Regions from separate parts of the Columba livia genome. Here region 2 is linked to region 1. The links are chromatin contacts, called in public Hi-C maps. All regions are on one chromosome and are shown on one strand. Each heading gives the region's core, a stretch centred on a gene start, on an enhancer-like site or on the middle of the called end of the contact. The rest is flanking DNA. Distances are from core to core; before and after follow the strand shown. Region 1 holds the start of MGAT4B (alpha-1,3-mannosyl-glycoprotein 4-beta-N-acetylglucosaminyltransferase B). Region 2 overlaps MAML1 (mastermind like transcriptional coactivator 1).

The links. A called contact is a pair of places that touch in the nucleus more often than the background predicts.
Region 2: a contact with region 1 is called in a Hi-C map of liver, with 2.6 times the contacts expected there. The contact joins the enhancer-like site here to the promoter of MGAT4B in region 1. A contact is called at or near these places in 2 of 2 Hi-C or Micro-C datasets (crop and liver).

The regions. Positions count from the first base shown.
Region 1 is chr14:7,529,260-7,536,753 of bColLiv1.pat.W.v2, forward strand. MGAT4B (alpha-1,3-mannosyl-glycoprotein 4-beta-N-acetylglucosaminyltransferase B) reads left to right here and starts at 2,794. Exons shown (of 14, transcript XM_065029818.1): 1 at 2,794-3,039. The coding sequence starts at 2,943.
Region 2 is chr14:7,606,821-7,614,314 of bColLiv1.pat.W.v2, forward strand. It overlaps MAML1 (mastermind like transcriptional coactivator 1), which reads right to left. Exons shown (of 5, transcript XM_065029806.1): 2 at 907-2,316. Among named protein-coding and RNA genes, the nearest start is that of MAML1, 8.8 kb to the right of the region's middle. Within about 2 kb of position 3,396, at least 2 of the 3 cell types and tissues checked have an H3K27ac peak away from gene starts, as active enhancers do.

The DNA.
Region 1 (7,494 bases), core at 1,544-4,043:
TCACGTTATTGCTGTAAACGCTTTAGTGACAGTAGGATTTCACACGCTTTTCCCACAGGCGGGTCTTGGCTGCTGTCTCTGGAAGGTTTTTGCCATTAATTTCTGTGAACCGTTGGCTGGCTCCTGGGTTTAACATGTAGGTTTAAAGTGAGAAAGCAAGCATGCTGGGTGGGACAGAGCTTCTGGGGCTTGTTTGCTCTGCTCTAATGGTGGAAATGCTGTTGGTGGTGTGGTTGAGGCTTTCCCTGCAGCCCAGGAGCAGGTGCAGGTGGGTGTGCTGGGTGGGGGTCTGAGCCTGGGGACGTGGCTGCTCTTTGCGGAGCCAATCACACCCCCCAGGGCTCGACTGCTCTGAGACATGGGCCGTGCTGCTGGCTCACGATCTGCAGGAGATGGTCTCTTGGGCAGTGCCTTGCAAAATCCAGGTGAGGAAGCACAGATCCAGCCTCCCTTGTTTTGTTTTCAGTATTCCCAAGAGTGACGTTCAATGCATTTCCACAGTCAGGGATGCAACGCATTTCAATATTCCCAAGAGTAACGTTCAACGCATTTACCTAGTCAGTGTGAGCAACAGTCTGTGCTGGGGCCCCACATCTCCTCACTGGCTTCACACAGGGGACACAGAAACTTTCGGTGCCATCCAAAGGGCTCCCTCTGCCGATTTCCTTCCCAGACGTTCTCAACACTGGGAGAGGCCTTTTCAAGATTCGAAAAATGTGGATCAATTTATTAACTAGAGAAGAGTACGGTCAAGAGCACCTCCTGCAGAAATGGGCAATCCTTGCTTTTCCATGTACATGTGTCTTTCAGCAAGGCACATGTATCACCCAGAGCACCCCTTCACTGCTCACCTCTCCAGAAGGAAAAGGAGCAAAAGCCTGAGGAGCCCTTTGCTGGTTTTCCCTGTTTCAGGAGGATTCCTGTGTCTGCTGGAGCCCTGCCTGGAGGAGATGTCCCCACAGAGCCCAGCACATCCCTGCATGATGCCCGGTCCAGCCCTAAGGCTGTGGCCAAGCATCACCAAGTGCCTGCATCGCTACTCCTGCCTCTGGCACAGGCACTCTCTAATTGACCCAAACATTTCAGACAACAGACTTTGATCTCTGGAAGCCAGTGCTACAATATTTACACGTCTGAGAAATATTTACTTACTGAAAGAGGTCAGGGGAATGGATGATGATGACTAGCTGGAGAAATTATGTACCCGTGTATGGAGCACATGAGTTGCCACCTCCTGTTTGACCTCACAAACAACTGCAGAAGTAAGTTCAGGCAACAGAGGCACATAAATTCAGCCTTTCAAACCCAGCCTCGCTGTACAGCTCCTTGTGGTCTATAATGAAATAAATCTGGAGCCATTAACAGGAAAAAACATGAGCAAAATAATTTTAAAATCTGATTTCTTCTGTCCTTCATCCGGCCAAGCTGCTTGAGGCTGTAACCCCTGAATGCCAGGTCCTTTGGAGAAGTGATGATGTCCTTCCAGATGGCAGCTTCCATTTGCGATATTCATCTGGCATTGATTTTCTCTCAGTAGACATTAAATACTGTTTCCTTAACCATTCCCTTAACCATTTCTGCTACTGCAGAAATGGCAGCAAATACGCACTGTGTGGTTATGGGGGCTGCTGCACCCCAACCTTGTGCTGCACACCCCCACCAGCTGTGCACACACCCCCACCAGCTGTGCACACCCCTGTATGCAGGGCCATGGGGTCAGCCTTGTGCCTGGAGAACAGGAGTTGAGGGGAGACCTTTTCGCTCTATACAACTGCCTAAAAGGAGGTTGTAGCAGGGGGGGAATTCCGTCTCTCCTCCTGAGTAGAAAGCGACAGGATGAGAGGAAATGGCCTCGAGTTGCACCAAGGGAGGTTTAGATTGGATAATGGGAACAACTTCTTCACTGAAAGGGTTGTCAGGCATTGGAACAGGCTGCCAAGGGAAGCGGTGGAGTCACCATCCCTGGAGGGGTTGAATGGATGTGTAGATGGGGTTCTTGTGGATGTGGTTTAGTGATGGACTTGTCAGTGTTGGGTTAATGGTTGGACTTGATGATCTTAAATGTCTTTTGCAACCTAAATGATTTCATGATTCTACAGGGGCTGAGCACACACCTCCATCCATAGGCACCCATGCACACCCCAGGTGATGGGAGTCATTTCCATACATCCCATCGCAGAGAGATGCCAACACACAGGGCCGTGCACACCCTGCGTGTGAGGGTCAACGCGCACAGCCCCATGCCCAGAGATGTGCACAGCCCCATGCACATATACAGATGCATGTGCACACACCCACACGCAGATGTATGGAACAAGGCACACACATACACACAGAGACATATGGACCCAGACAGACACATGCACAGAGACATATAGACCCAGGCATGCGCACACAGACATACACACATGCATAGACCCTGCAGGCACCCATAGCTGTGTATGTATCTTTGTATGGATGTATTTATGTGCACAGGTAGGTGTGTATACATATATATGGACGAACCAAGTATATACGTATCTACGTTTATATATGTAACTCATGAATGCGCGTACACACGCGCGCGCGCGCACACACACACGCACACACTCACACACACACACTCACACACACGCGCGCACGCACGCACGCACTCTCTCACTCCCCCGGCCCGCCGCGGCCCCGCGGTGCCCCGCACGGGGGCGCCCTCCGCCCGCTGCCGCCCCGCCCTTGGCCCCGCCCCCTCAGAAACACCCTTTGGTCCCGCCCCCGCGGCAACGCCCCTTTGGCCCCGCCCCTTTGGCCCCGCCCGCCCGCCCGGCGCGGCCCGGCCCGGCGCGGGCGCTCTCTGCGGGCGGGGGGTGCGCCCCGTTCCGTCCCGTTCCGCGCTCACCGGGGCCCCCGGGGCCGCTGAGGCCGCGCCGCGCCCGGGACATGCGGCCGCCCCCGCCGGCGAGGAGGCGATGAGGCTCCGCAGCGGCACGGCGCTCACGCTGCTGCTCGGCTGCCTGTGCGCCCTGCTCTCTCTCTCCTGGTACGGCGCCTTCGGCGGGCACAAAGGTAAGGAGGCTCGGCCGCCTCCGCCGGGGGGGCCTGGGGCACGGCCGCAGCGCTGCCGCCAGGGGTCGAGATGGGGGAGACTCCGGGAGCCGGGCCCGGCTGAACCCCGGGCGTCCGGTGCGATCCGGAGCTGGGGGAATCCTGCGGAACCCGGGGCATCCTCTACGATCGGGACCTGGCGGGATCCTGTGCGCCCCAGGCCGGCCCCAGCCTCCGTGGGACCGTGACCCGTGGAACGCCCGGTGCGGGCGTGCCCATGCCCAGCAAGGCAGGAGGGACCGGGGGTCCCTGCACGTCTCCGGGGCACGCTGTGGCCTTGGGCGCCCACGGAGGATGGGGGGGCTGTGGACTGGTGGGCGCGTTGGTGTCTTGGCCGGATTGCGTTGGGCTTCGCTTTGGGGATGCACTTCTTTGCACCCCCAAGTTTATGGTGAAAATCTTCGTGGGCGATGGGAACCACGCAGGTTAAATCCTCGTGCGGAGGTGGTGATGCCAGCAATCGGGGGAACCGCTGGGCTGGAGGGTCTCAGGGCAAACTAGAGGTGAGGGGAAATAGCAGCAGCCCTGCCCTCCCTGCACCATGCGCGGCTCTTGTGGCTCGATGCTGAGACCTGTAACTTAAGAGCGTGTAGGACGGGTGTGAGGGCTGCTGGCTTCAGCACTCAAATATCGGTGCTGGTTTTGTACCAAAGCAGGGGTGCAGGGCCCCATCCCACCAGTGCTGCAGGGGAATCCCACAGAGATACCGCAGAGTTGCTCGCTGCTGGCTTTTCCTGACAACATAATAGTTGCTTTTCCCCATCCTGTTGTTCAGTAAAGCAGCGTGTAGGATTTATTCTGGCCTGAAGGACAATTCTGCTAGTTGCTTCTGAATTGTGTATCTGTCTCATGTATGGGTGCGCTACCTCTCGCACTTGTGCTAGTCGCTCAGCTCTTCCAGTTCTTGCAATTTTATAAATCGTTAAAGGCGGGTGGTCCAGCCGTCCAGCCCTTTCTTCCCACTTGCTATGCAAGCATCTCTCCCTGCTACAGGTGAGAAGCAGCTTTTGCTGAGTGTAAGACGTGACCTGATTGATGGTTTTGCAATCCCTCGGCACACCACGCACGGTCACAAGGTGCAACCTGTGTGTGGTGCAAGGCTGGTGTCGGGTGGGCCAGCACCGGAGGAAGGTTTATTGGCTCCGATGGGCAGGATGGCATGAGCCCGTGTAGGTGCCTGTCCAGCCCAGCCACCCCTTCCCTGGCAGCGGGGTGAGAGCACCTGGGATGTGTCATCTCCTGTCAGCTGCAGGTGCCTGGAAGGCAGCTGCCTGGGCTCTTCTGCCTCATTCATCTGCTGAAGGGCTTTCCAGTCATACCGCTCACATGGTTTAAATCTCAGCAGAGCTGCCTCCCACAGAGGTTGGGATAACAGGCATTTGTAACACAGGGGTATCACTGGCGGGTCAGTTATCTTCTGCTCATTGGATTTTTAACTGGACAAAATATTTGCACAACCAAGTGTTGCTGTGTGCACTTTCAGCCAGAAATGCCAGGCTGTGATAAGTGGTGCAGGGGCAGAGGGGCGCTCGGGGAGCTGCTTTCTTGTGGTTACTGCTGGGTGGTTGCTTTGCTCGCAGCTGCCTCCTGTAAAATGAAGTGAAAGCAGCACGTAGTGCTGCACGGGCTCTGAGCCGTCAAGCACTCCTGGGTGGCAAACCCCTCTAGGTAGTTTGTACCATCTGGACTGTGTCGTCCTTTGTCTCATTTTTAACTAGTAGCTTTTCCACATTGCTCCTTCAAGTGCCAAAATAATAACCTTGGGTACCACTGTCCCTGTCCTTCTTGGTAGGACCCTTCCTGAGATGCTTGTTTTCCTCTGGCAGCAACAGATTGTCACTTGCAAACAGCGGTCGCTACACCAGGTCACAAGTAACTCGGGCTGTGTCAGCACAGCAGGTTTCCGGCTATTATGGTCATTTACGTATCAGGCTGTTATTCAGTGCAGAGCTGGAGAAGACCTTGAGAGGTCATTCAGTCCATCTCCTGCCCCTATGCAGGATCGGTGATAACCAACCTCTTCCTGACAGATGTTTGTTGTATTCATTCTTAAAAACCTCCAATGACAGAGATGCCTGAGCTCCCTGCACAATCTATTTGACATTTAACAGCCTTGCCGTTAGATTTTTCTTATGATCTGAACAAAAATGTCTTTTCCTTCTGCTTGGTTTCATGATTGCTTTTCTTTTTCCATTTATTTGGCGCAGGCAGAAAAGTTCCTTCCTTGCTTCTTTGCAGGAGCCTGTTAGATATTTGGAAGTTACTACCATATCTCCCCTTAGTCCTTGCCAGTATCGATTGAACCATGCTGGTTCCTTTGATCATTCTTTTTAGGTCACGTATTCTTGCTCTGCAATTGTTACTCTCTTCTGGACCATCATCCTTCATGGACTGATGCTTAACCTGTGATACAGGACTGAAGCTGCTGCCTTATTTTTGCACTGAAGAATAAGGGATTACTTCAGGTCTTTTACATATAATGATCCCGTTTATACATCCCAGTGTGTTTGCTTTCTATTTTTACCACAGTTTTGTTGTTGTTGGGGTTTTTGTTTGTTTGGGGGGGGTTGTGTTGTTTGGTTGGTTTGGTTTGGGTTTTTTGTTGTTGTTGTTGTTGTTGTTACTTTTTCTCATTGACCCTTTAGCCACTCCTCTCCAGAACTTTTCCTGCTTTCCATTCCACATCTTGTATTTGTCTGGTTAATTATTCTTACCAAACTGCATTACCTCACGCTTGCCTTGTTGAACCGTGTCCTTTTTTTTTTTCCAGACTGCTTAATCTAAAGTGTCAGGCTTGTTTTGAATTCTGATCTTGTCCTCGCACAGGCTTGCAGTCCATCTCAGCTTGGTGTAGCCTTCAAAGGCAATCAGGGTGTTTGCCATCATCTGAGTCGCAGATGAAAACACTGAGTGGTGTCAGATCTGGGATGGGTTCTCTTGGAACCCGCTTCTGTGAGGTCCCTGCAGTCTGTGCTCAAAGAGCAATGACCAGGTCAGGGGTGGTCCTCCCAGCAGTGCTGTACCCACCTGAAGGTGGCTCAGTCCAGCCCCTGCATCCCTACCTGCATTATGGGCATCTCCTGTGAGACACTGTCAGAGATCTCTGAACTCTTTGTTTCTGCTCCCCTTCCTCCAAGCCCTGGTACCCTGTCGAAGAAAGAAATCTGATAGGTTTGATGTGATTTGTTCTTGATAAACAGAGGTTAGCTCTTGCTCTAGTCCTCTTTGTCTTCTAAGTACTTCAACTGAAATTAAACTGATTATTCTGTAATTTCCTGGATCCTCTTTATCCCTATCCCCATCCCCTTATTTTTCAAAGACAGGCTTTGTGTTTGCCAGTCCTCTGTAACATTAGCTATCCCCTGTTTGCACATGGAGACAATTCCCAGTGATCCTAAGCTCCTCACATCATTGCATTCTGGGGAAGGGTGGCAAGTTGTCTGCATTGCATCTGATGGAGAATAAAATGATATTAAAACACCTGTAAAGCATAGCAGAGCCTGTTTGTCTTCCTGCTCTGTGTTGGGAGGACAAAACAATTAGTCGAATGAAAATAAACCAGGTCAAATCAGCTCTAGAGCTGCTTTTCTGTGACCAGTGCAGGGTTTGTTTACCCACTAATGGTGTTTTGCTGTGCTGTGGTTATTAGTAAAGTTTTGACCTCGTGGTCTGCGAAACCAGATGCTGCCTCTTTCCAATTATAAATGAGGTTTGAAATAATCTGCTGGAGCAGGAGGAGAGAAGGGCAGCCTCAAATAGCACAACCAGTCACCCGGGTGGCCGATGTCCAGCATCATGGGGCGGTTTGGAGGGGGGACCATGTGCTGTGCATCGTGGTGGTGGGCGCCTTGGCCAATGTTCAGTATTATCTCTTTGCTGATTTTAGGTTTAGGTACGGTGGAACTCTCAATAAACAACAGCTGCCTTGGAAGAAGCTCTTCTGTAGCCTGCTGTCATAAGGTGGACCTGTAGGGTTTAACTGTGGTGGGCGACCTGCAGATCAAGCCCTTGGGAAGGCATGGGCAGGGTTGGCCAGTAGGGTGTCCAGTGTGGGGGTTATAGGGAGTGTTTTACTGAGGGCTCAGTAAAAACGAGCAGCTTTCATGACTTTAGATAAGTCACAGGTGCAGGTGGGATGAAGGCAAACAATTTAACCTACTTTCGATTGAACTGTGTTTTTTTCCCTTTCCAATGATGAAAACTGTTCAGTTCTTATCCGTAATGTTTGTTCTTATCTTGACTGATTGACCAGCAACGTACTGTCTTTCCAGCCCTTCTCTTTTCCCTTTGCAGCCTACTCCAGAGCCAAAAATGCTGCAGGATATTTGGTTTTTAAGTGTTTGGGTTTTTTATTAAATAGGAAATTCTAAACCTGTGTGAACCTTGTAGGAGGCTCCCAATGTGCTACCCCTTGGA
Region 2 (7,494 bases), core at 2,146-4,645, 78 kb after region 1:
GTTTTTTGTTTTGTTGAGGGAACATATGACTAGAGTCAGATCTCCAACAGCTTTTGCTAGAGGAGCTTTAATCCTTATAAAAGAGACCTTTCTTCTCAACAAGCCCTCCACTGTGTGCATTGCAGGCACATTACAGAATCCCAGTGAGCCTATACCCTCCATCCACTACATACATTTTCACCTGCAGAATAGCTGTAGTATCAGTTTTACGTAAGGCAAAGCAGCAGCAGCTGGATTTTTCCTTTACAAGAAAACCTGAAGCACATTGCTTCTAGCAGACAAATATGCTATGTTACTCATGCTTACAGATCTATTTCTCTCCTATTCCATACTTCCTCAATCCCCAGAGTAACCAGTAACAAAACCTTAGATTTCAAAAGTCCCAAGTAACACCAAAGAAATCAGGAATGCAGCCCCCACTTCCATCTCTCTTCAAAAAGCAGCAACCAAAGGTATGTCTTTTTATATACAGTAAGCCAACTCTGACACAAGTAAGGACTAAAAAGAAGGTAAAGAAATCAAAGCTTCTTTGAGAACACTGTTTAACACTACAGTTTCGCACCAGTTATTTTAGGCAAAAGTTTACAAAGCATCTATTTACCTCTGTAAGTAGAAGCTTCTATGAAGCATGACATAATTTGTTGCCCACAAAATACATAAAGCTGAAAATCACGCATCACCACATGACTTAGAACTGAGTGTTAAAAAAACTGTCCTCAGCGGAAAACAGAGTTCTTGATTCTTGTGTCAGCTGATTGTATATTATATCTTTCTTCTTTAAAACCATGCAGCAACTGTATTGAAACAATACCAGGTAATCTGTACTCTAGTCTTACGGATCTAACACCCTCTCGCAAAACCTTGGATCTGCTACTAAACAAAAGTAATAAAAGCCAGAACATTCACCTGACTGTGCGGTAGTCGGTAGGCAATGTTTCCAGATTTGGGTTTCAACAGGATCATCCCATTTTGGTCATCGCTCACGTGAGCCAGCGGTGCCTGCTGGCGTTGTTGGATGTAGGCCAACATGGGGGGCTTGTTCTGCCCAGATACTGGAACCCCCTGTTCACATTCTGCTTTGTAATGTGAAAGGGGTTTGGTGTTCCCATAGTCCAGCATCGAGCCTTGACTATTCACAGGGTTCTGGTTCAAGCTGTTTTGCTGATGACCCAAAATGTTCACATGGTAATTGCCTCCAGCTCTCGGCGAGCTTTTGTTTCCCATATTAGGCATCATGAGTTTTTGATTGTTGAAGTCTGGCTGGTAAACTGACGGGCTGGTGGGGTTTTCCATGGTATATGGGACAGCCAGTGGACTATGAGAAGGCCCAGACTGTTGCCAAGTAGACATTTGATTTGTCTGGTGAACTTGTGAAGCTTGTTGCTGGTTCTGCAACATCTGGTCTCTCTTCTGCTTGGCAGCAATCTGCTGAAGTTGATGAGCAGAAGACATTTCTTTGGCACTTCCTGCACCCTTCCCAGGTAACAACACATTGGGGAGAGGCCTCTGGACGTTTTGAGAGTGGTTTGATGCCTGCATCATGGGCTGAGTAGGATTTTCAGTCATTGATTGACTGGAAGGCTGAAATATAGCCTGAGAACTACCAACCGCTGGAGAAGCGGCACTTACAGGTACAGAAGGAGCACCAATAAATGCTGGACCTGAAGAAGTGGATCTAACCTGAGGAGATCCCATCTGTTCCTGTTCAAAGGGTGCTGGGGAGAACTCAGTCTTTATGTTAATATCTTGTGGCAACGGAGTCTGTGCAGCTGAATTTGAAGAATCTGCGTCTTTCTTCTCTTCAAAGTCTTCATTAAAGAGATCCTTCATGTCTTCATCAGGCACTGATCTATTAAGCTCCTCAATAAGTTCTTTCCACTCTTGCTCATTAAGATTAAGATCGGGCATCAAGTTATTCTGCGAGATAGAACCCCCTGCTCCAGCAATCATACATGGAAGATCATCTACAGGCTCCTGCTTCAGCTCTTTGTTCAAACTCAGAGGAAATGAGTCATCGGCATCACCACCTCCATTCATCTGCAGGTTGGTATCTGGAAGACACTTCTTGCTGATGCCATCCAGCCCCATCGGATGTTTTCCGTTAAGCTGTAAGGTATCTCCGCTGCCAGATTTCTTGTCGAGATGATGGAGTGGAGACACAGGGGGCATTCCATTGGAAGAACCACTCACTCCACCAAGACCATCATCACGACGCAGTTTCTTGGACACAGAAAAGACATCACCGTAGCCATTCTGCTGGTCTCCGTTCTGCGGGGAAGCGGCACTATCGAGCTTTCTTTTCACAGTCTCATGGAGCTGCTAAAAAAAACAAAAACAAAAAAAAGAGAGGATTAGTTTAATGTTTCATAGATTAGGATTTTTATTTCTTGTGACAACACTGTTTACCACTAACTAAAGCATTTTAGGAAAAAAAAAAGCAGTTAGATCTGTGCTTTGATAAGATTTGCTTTACAAGTCATCACTTGAGATGACTTCCCTTCTACAGTCTGTTAGGACAGACTTTCAAAAATATGTACTGCACCAAACAGAGCCATCCTTCAACCAAAACCAAAAGCTGCTGTGAACCAGAACATACTACGATTTTTCCTGTTCTAAATGCAAAAACATTGAAGAATGTTAAGATTCAAACTTTGGATGTGAATAAAACCGTGTATTTTATTTTGCCCGTGTACACATGGTAAAATTGTTCTGTAACACTGCTTTATAAAGCAGTTTCAAATGTAAATATTTAGAGAAAAAGAACAATTCCTCTTGTGATTATAATTTTTAGAAAAGAACTACACATACACATTTTGTACACTATCACATTTTTGGTACTAAAGCAAAGCCCGTTTGTCACTAGGCCACCACCGTTTCACGCTTATGTAAAACGCAATTCAGAGTTCAGTCAATTCTATCACGGCAAAGGAAGTTTGCTCCTTTCTCCCAGAGTATTCACCAGCTGCTCCTCTCTGCACTGTGACCAGCACAGCACCAACCAGCCCGACAGTTGGCTTCTCATGGCCAGTGAACGCACATATTCTTTTTCTCACAGTGCCACCTAGAAGCAAGCGGAGGGTACAGCAATAGTAACAAGCAGAGTTCGAGAGGCTTTGTTCAGCTTCTTTCCTGCCAGCAGGCTTTCAAGTATAAAGTTCTTTCCAGTGACGTCAAGAACATCTGAAAACAGAATTTACACACACATCAAAGATGACTACAAACTCTTCCTTCCCTCAGGTGCATTCTGTAAAAAACAACAGTAGTGCTTTGCTTGTGCTGGAAGCACCACACCACAGCCAACCCTGGCAGGCAGAGAGGCTGCCCAAAGGGAGCAGTGTGCTCGGAGAGGGAAAGCTCTGCCAGCTCCCGGCCTGTCCCACATCCCTTTGTATGTCCCAGCAGGACACACGAGGAGAAGCCCCACAAACAGCTGCCCAGCTGCAGCCTGATTCACCCCACAGCACGCTCAGATGGCAGAGAAGCAGCTCGTTAAACAACCCTCACGACAAGTATGCTTATTTTAATATTACTTGCAGTCTCCACGATGCAAGTCCACTCACCCTAGGGGAAAGCTGTCTCATCCAAGAACAAACAGGGGAAACCTCAAGATCTCAGTGCTCAAGCAAGAGGTTGTGTGTAGAGCCAGCATAAATTATCAGAAGAATTTCACAGCGCTTGCCTGGGCAACAGCATTCTTTGATTTAATGATGGAAGGACTCGTTCACAGTTAATTGTTGTAATTTTTTTTAAACAGTCTACAGTTAGCTGACCTTCAGAAAAAAAAACCAACAAACCACTATTTGTTTAACGCTTTCATAGGTAGCAGCAAAATCATATGTATATCTGAGGGACAGACTGTAGCTTCCCAGGAAACTATGATCTTCCAGATGGTTCATGAATATAGTAGCAGAGTAGTGAGAGTAGCAGAAGACCTGCTAAGATGAGATGAGGTACATCTGGAGTAGAGACTGAAACTTGAGCTCTCTTCATCTGAATATCACGTCTACAGCTTGAAGTAGCAGATCTAGAGTGAATTTTTCAAATACTGACTTGAAAAAAACACCTATGAAATTTTCCTTGTTATGTAAAAAGGCAAAACTAACACCAGAAAGCTTTAACTTAATCCCAACATCTGCCTTTCAGCCACGTTTCCCATTGTTTACATAATTCTCCAACTGGGAAAACTGAAGCTGAAGGTGGATGAGTAACCTGCTCAAGGTCATATGATGAGTCAATCACTCGAAGTTTGGGAATGGATCATCCTTAATTCTAAATCATTAGGGGAAAACACACCCCCTGAAAACTGACAAAAGTAATAATTTGGTTTTGTATACTGAACATATTATTTCCAATTTCTATATTAAAAACAAATGTATGCCCATTCTGGTCATTGATATAATTATCATTCTTATAGACAACTCAAGGCAATGAGGATTTTGGTGGCTTTATAGTGATAATTGCACACAGCTCTTCACAGGCTGCAGAACCCACCTTGGTTGCTGGACATATATTGCAAAAGTTGTTACGTGCTAAGGTCTTTGCTGCTGTACTCCACATTTGCAATGTATACAACTAACCTAAAATTAAATCATCCGTGCTTATAAACTACATGTACTGTAGTCTAGAAAGAGACACAGACCTCTAATATTCATCATAGGCTCCTTCCCTCAATAAAAACATGTAGGTGCTTTCATATGTATATGAGTTTTAACAGTCATAATGCTCAGATATCTGATTCTTGGTGATATCTTGACTTCAGTTACTCTAGACAAAGTCCTCCTTTCACCTAAATCTACATTCCTTTGTCAGAAAGGGATATTAAATAAAAAGTAACTTAAATAAACTCAGGAATGAACTAAAATTTGAGGGTGACTGCTTCCAGCCTTGCTTCACCTCAGCTACATCTAAGATTATTTGAAACATATCCTACATGTACACGTAATAGCCAATAGACACGTAAGAGAGAAGAAAATCTGCTTGTCTTCTACCCTCACCAGAAAAGATTGAACCCAGTTTGTAACCAGGACACTTAATTTCTGAATTTTAGAAACTATTCACCAAATGCACTTGCATCCTAGTTCACTTTTCACATTAACACGACTTATTGCAGTAAGTCTACACTGTAGTTACACTATCTACATATACACTATCTACATATAACCAGCTTAAAACTAACTTAGTAACCATATTCTACCTTCTTTCTTCTCTCTGGAAAAGACAGTGTTACAAAAATATGTGGGAACCAAAAGTTACGGGTTCCTTCTCCTCTGCCATTACACATACATTCTGATACCTTTTATTTATTCATATTCAATTTTGAGTAACAGAGCCTGAAATTCTCACACCAAATACATTCATACAACTACTCTTCAAATAGTGCAACTTTCTCTTGTGAATTTCTTTTCTTATATGCATTTCTTACATATTATCTCAGATCTTGATTTCATAACAGAAAAAGGAAATATTCAGTTCTTGCCCTATTTGTCTGTATCCAGCCAAATAATCTGGGTTTAGGGAAAAAAAAGCAACAAGGACTATGTGAGACACAAGTCAGACTACAAGCTATCTACGTATCAAGCTGCTCCAACAGAGTTCTCAAGGCAAGAAAAACCTGCTCTCTTCTGCCAAAACTCAAAAAAATAAAAGAGAAGAAATGCTGACAAAAGTAAATCATAGCTTTCTACTCACTAGGAAAATCCCTTCAGCTTTAGTTTTATTGTCCACTATCACCCTGTAAGGCACAGTGGCCCTCTGCTATGCTGTCCCTGGTTTTCTTAGCAGAATCAAGCAATTTTATTTGTAACGCAGGAATGAACCATTTCCATTGTCACCAGATCAGATACAGAAATGTATTCCCAATTTTCCAGCCTACTCAACTTCTTAACAACAGATAGACCTCCAAGATCTCTTTAGCTTGGCCTAAAACTATTACCCCAAAAGCATTTATCCAAAGTACTTAAGCTCTCTGTGCAGAGAACAGTGCACAGCAGGGGATGCACACAAGCCTCGGCCCCTCGGCCCACGATGGGATATGGAGTTTCTGAAAGGGCCACAGGCTGTGCCTTCTCCACATCACATCAGAGCTGCATTTTATTCACACCAGCAAAACAGTAGTAAAGATACTAAAGACACTTGGTATGGCAGGAGTGCACATGCAAGTCAGGCCCTAACTGTGGGTTCCTCACGTGAGGAACACAAACACAAACCCCTGGTGTCACCCAGCACAAGAGACGCCCGACACCAGCAGCCTCTGACCATATAACCTCCAGGACATCCACGCCGTACCTGACTAGGACAGAGAACCACAGTGCCAGGGATGGACACATGCCCAGCCAAACAACAACACTTCCATCAGAAGATGGGCAACACAATTTTGATAAGCTATGTTCTGTCTCCATCTTAAACCCAGCAGTTTTACCACCCCGATGCTCAGCCACATTGAGTTTGTACTGCAAGGGCAGCTGGGGAGCTCCAGGAAAGCTGTCCACAAACTGCCATGAGCCTCACAAGAAATGGGAAAAGCTCTAAACCTTCATCTCCAGCTCTTCTGTTAGCACTGGCAGAGTCCAGAACTTCAGAGTCCAGTGCAGCGTTCTCTCACTGCCTTGGGAAAGGGGCATGAACCGCTGAGCAAAACAGCAGCACAAAGTGCGTTTGATTTTTTTTTTGGTTGGTTGGTGTTGTGGGTTTTTTTGGATGGTTGGTTTGTTTTAGTTATGGGGTTTTGTTTGTTTCTTTAAAAATAAAGATATTATTCCCCCCTGGACACATTCCTGTGTGATCTGCCCTGGTGAACCTGCTTCAGCAGGTGGGTTGGACCAGATGATCTCCAGAGGTCCTTTCCAACCTCAACCATTCTGTGATTCCAGAAGTCAAAACAGTGTGAAACACTCAATACCTGAAACTAGTTTTAGATAACAATCTGAAACCAATGACATTTCAATGCATCAGAACTTAGCAAGCATGAAAGTTCAGTTTACATTGTTCGCTTGAAAGCGAGAAACCCTTCACAATGCAGAATTTTTAAATTGAGGACAGTGAACCAAACTACTTGTGTAAAAATCCATTAAGCTGTTATACTTTGAGTCCTGTAACTGAAGACAGTAAAAATATATAGATATATATACGTAAAATAGAAACTGCATGCAAATTGATTTTTTTCTGAAAAATACCTAGTGAACATGACAGAAACAAAATTTTTAAAAAAAAAACCCTGGTTCCTATACTGCACCTTTTGGGTCCATATAACATTTAGGTTTTTTAAAACATCCATTACAGAGATTAAAATATCCTTACAGGATTCAATAGAGCTATAATTTTTTGTATTTTATTTGGAATCAGTTTACCACTTCAGTCTCAGAATTAAGTTATGTCTACAAAGATTTGTCATGAAATACCAGCAGGAGGATTATAACACTGGTAATTTTCAAAGAATAAATGCTATGTTACTCTAGAAACATCATAAAAATCTAGTTCCGATGTGCCTCGTCGCTA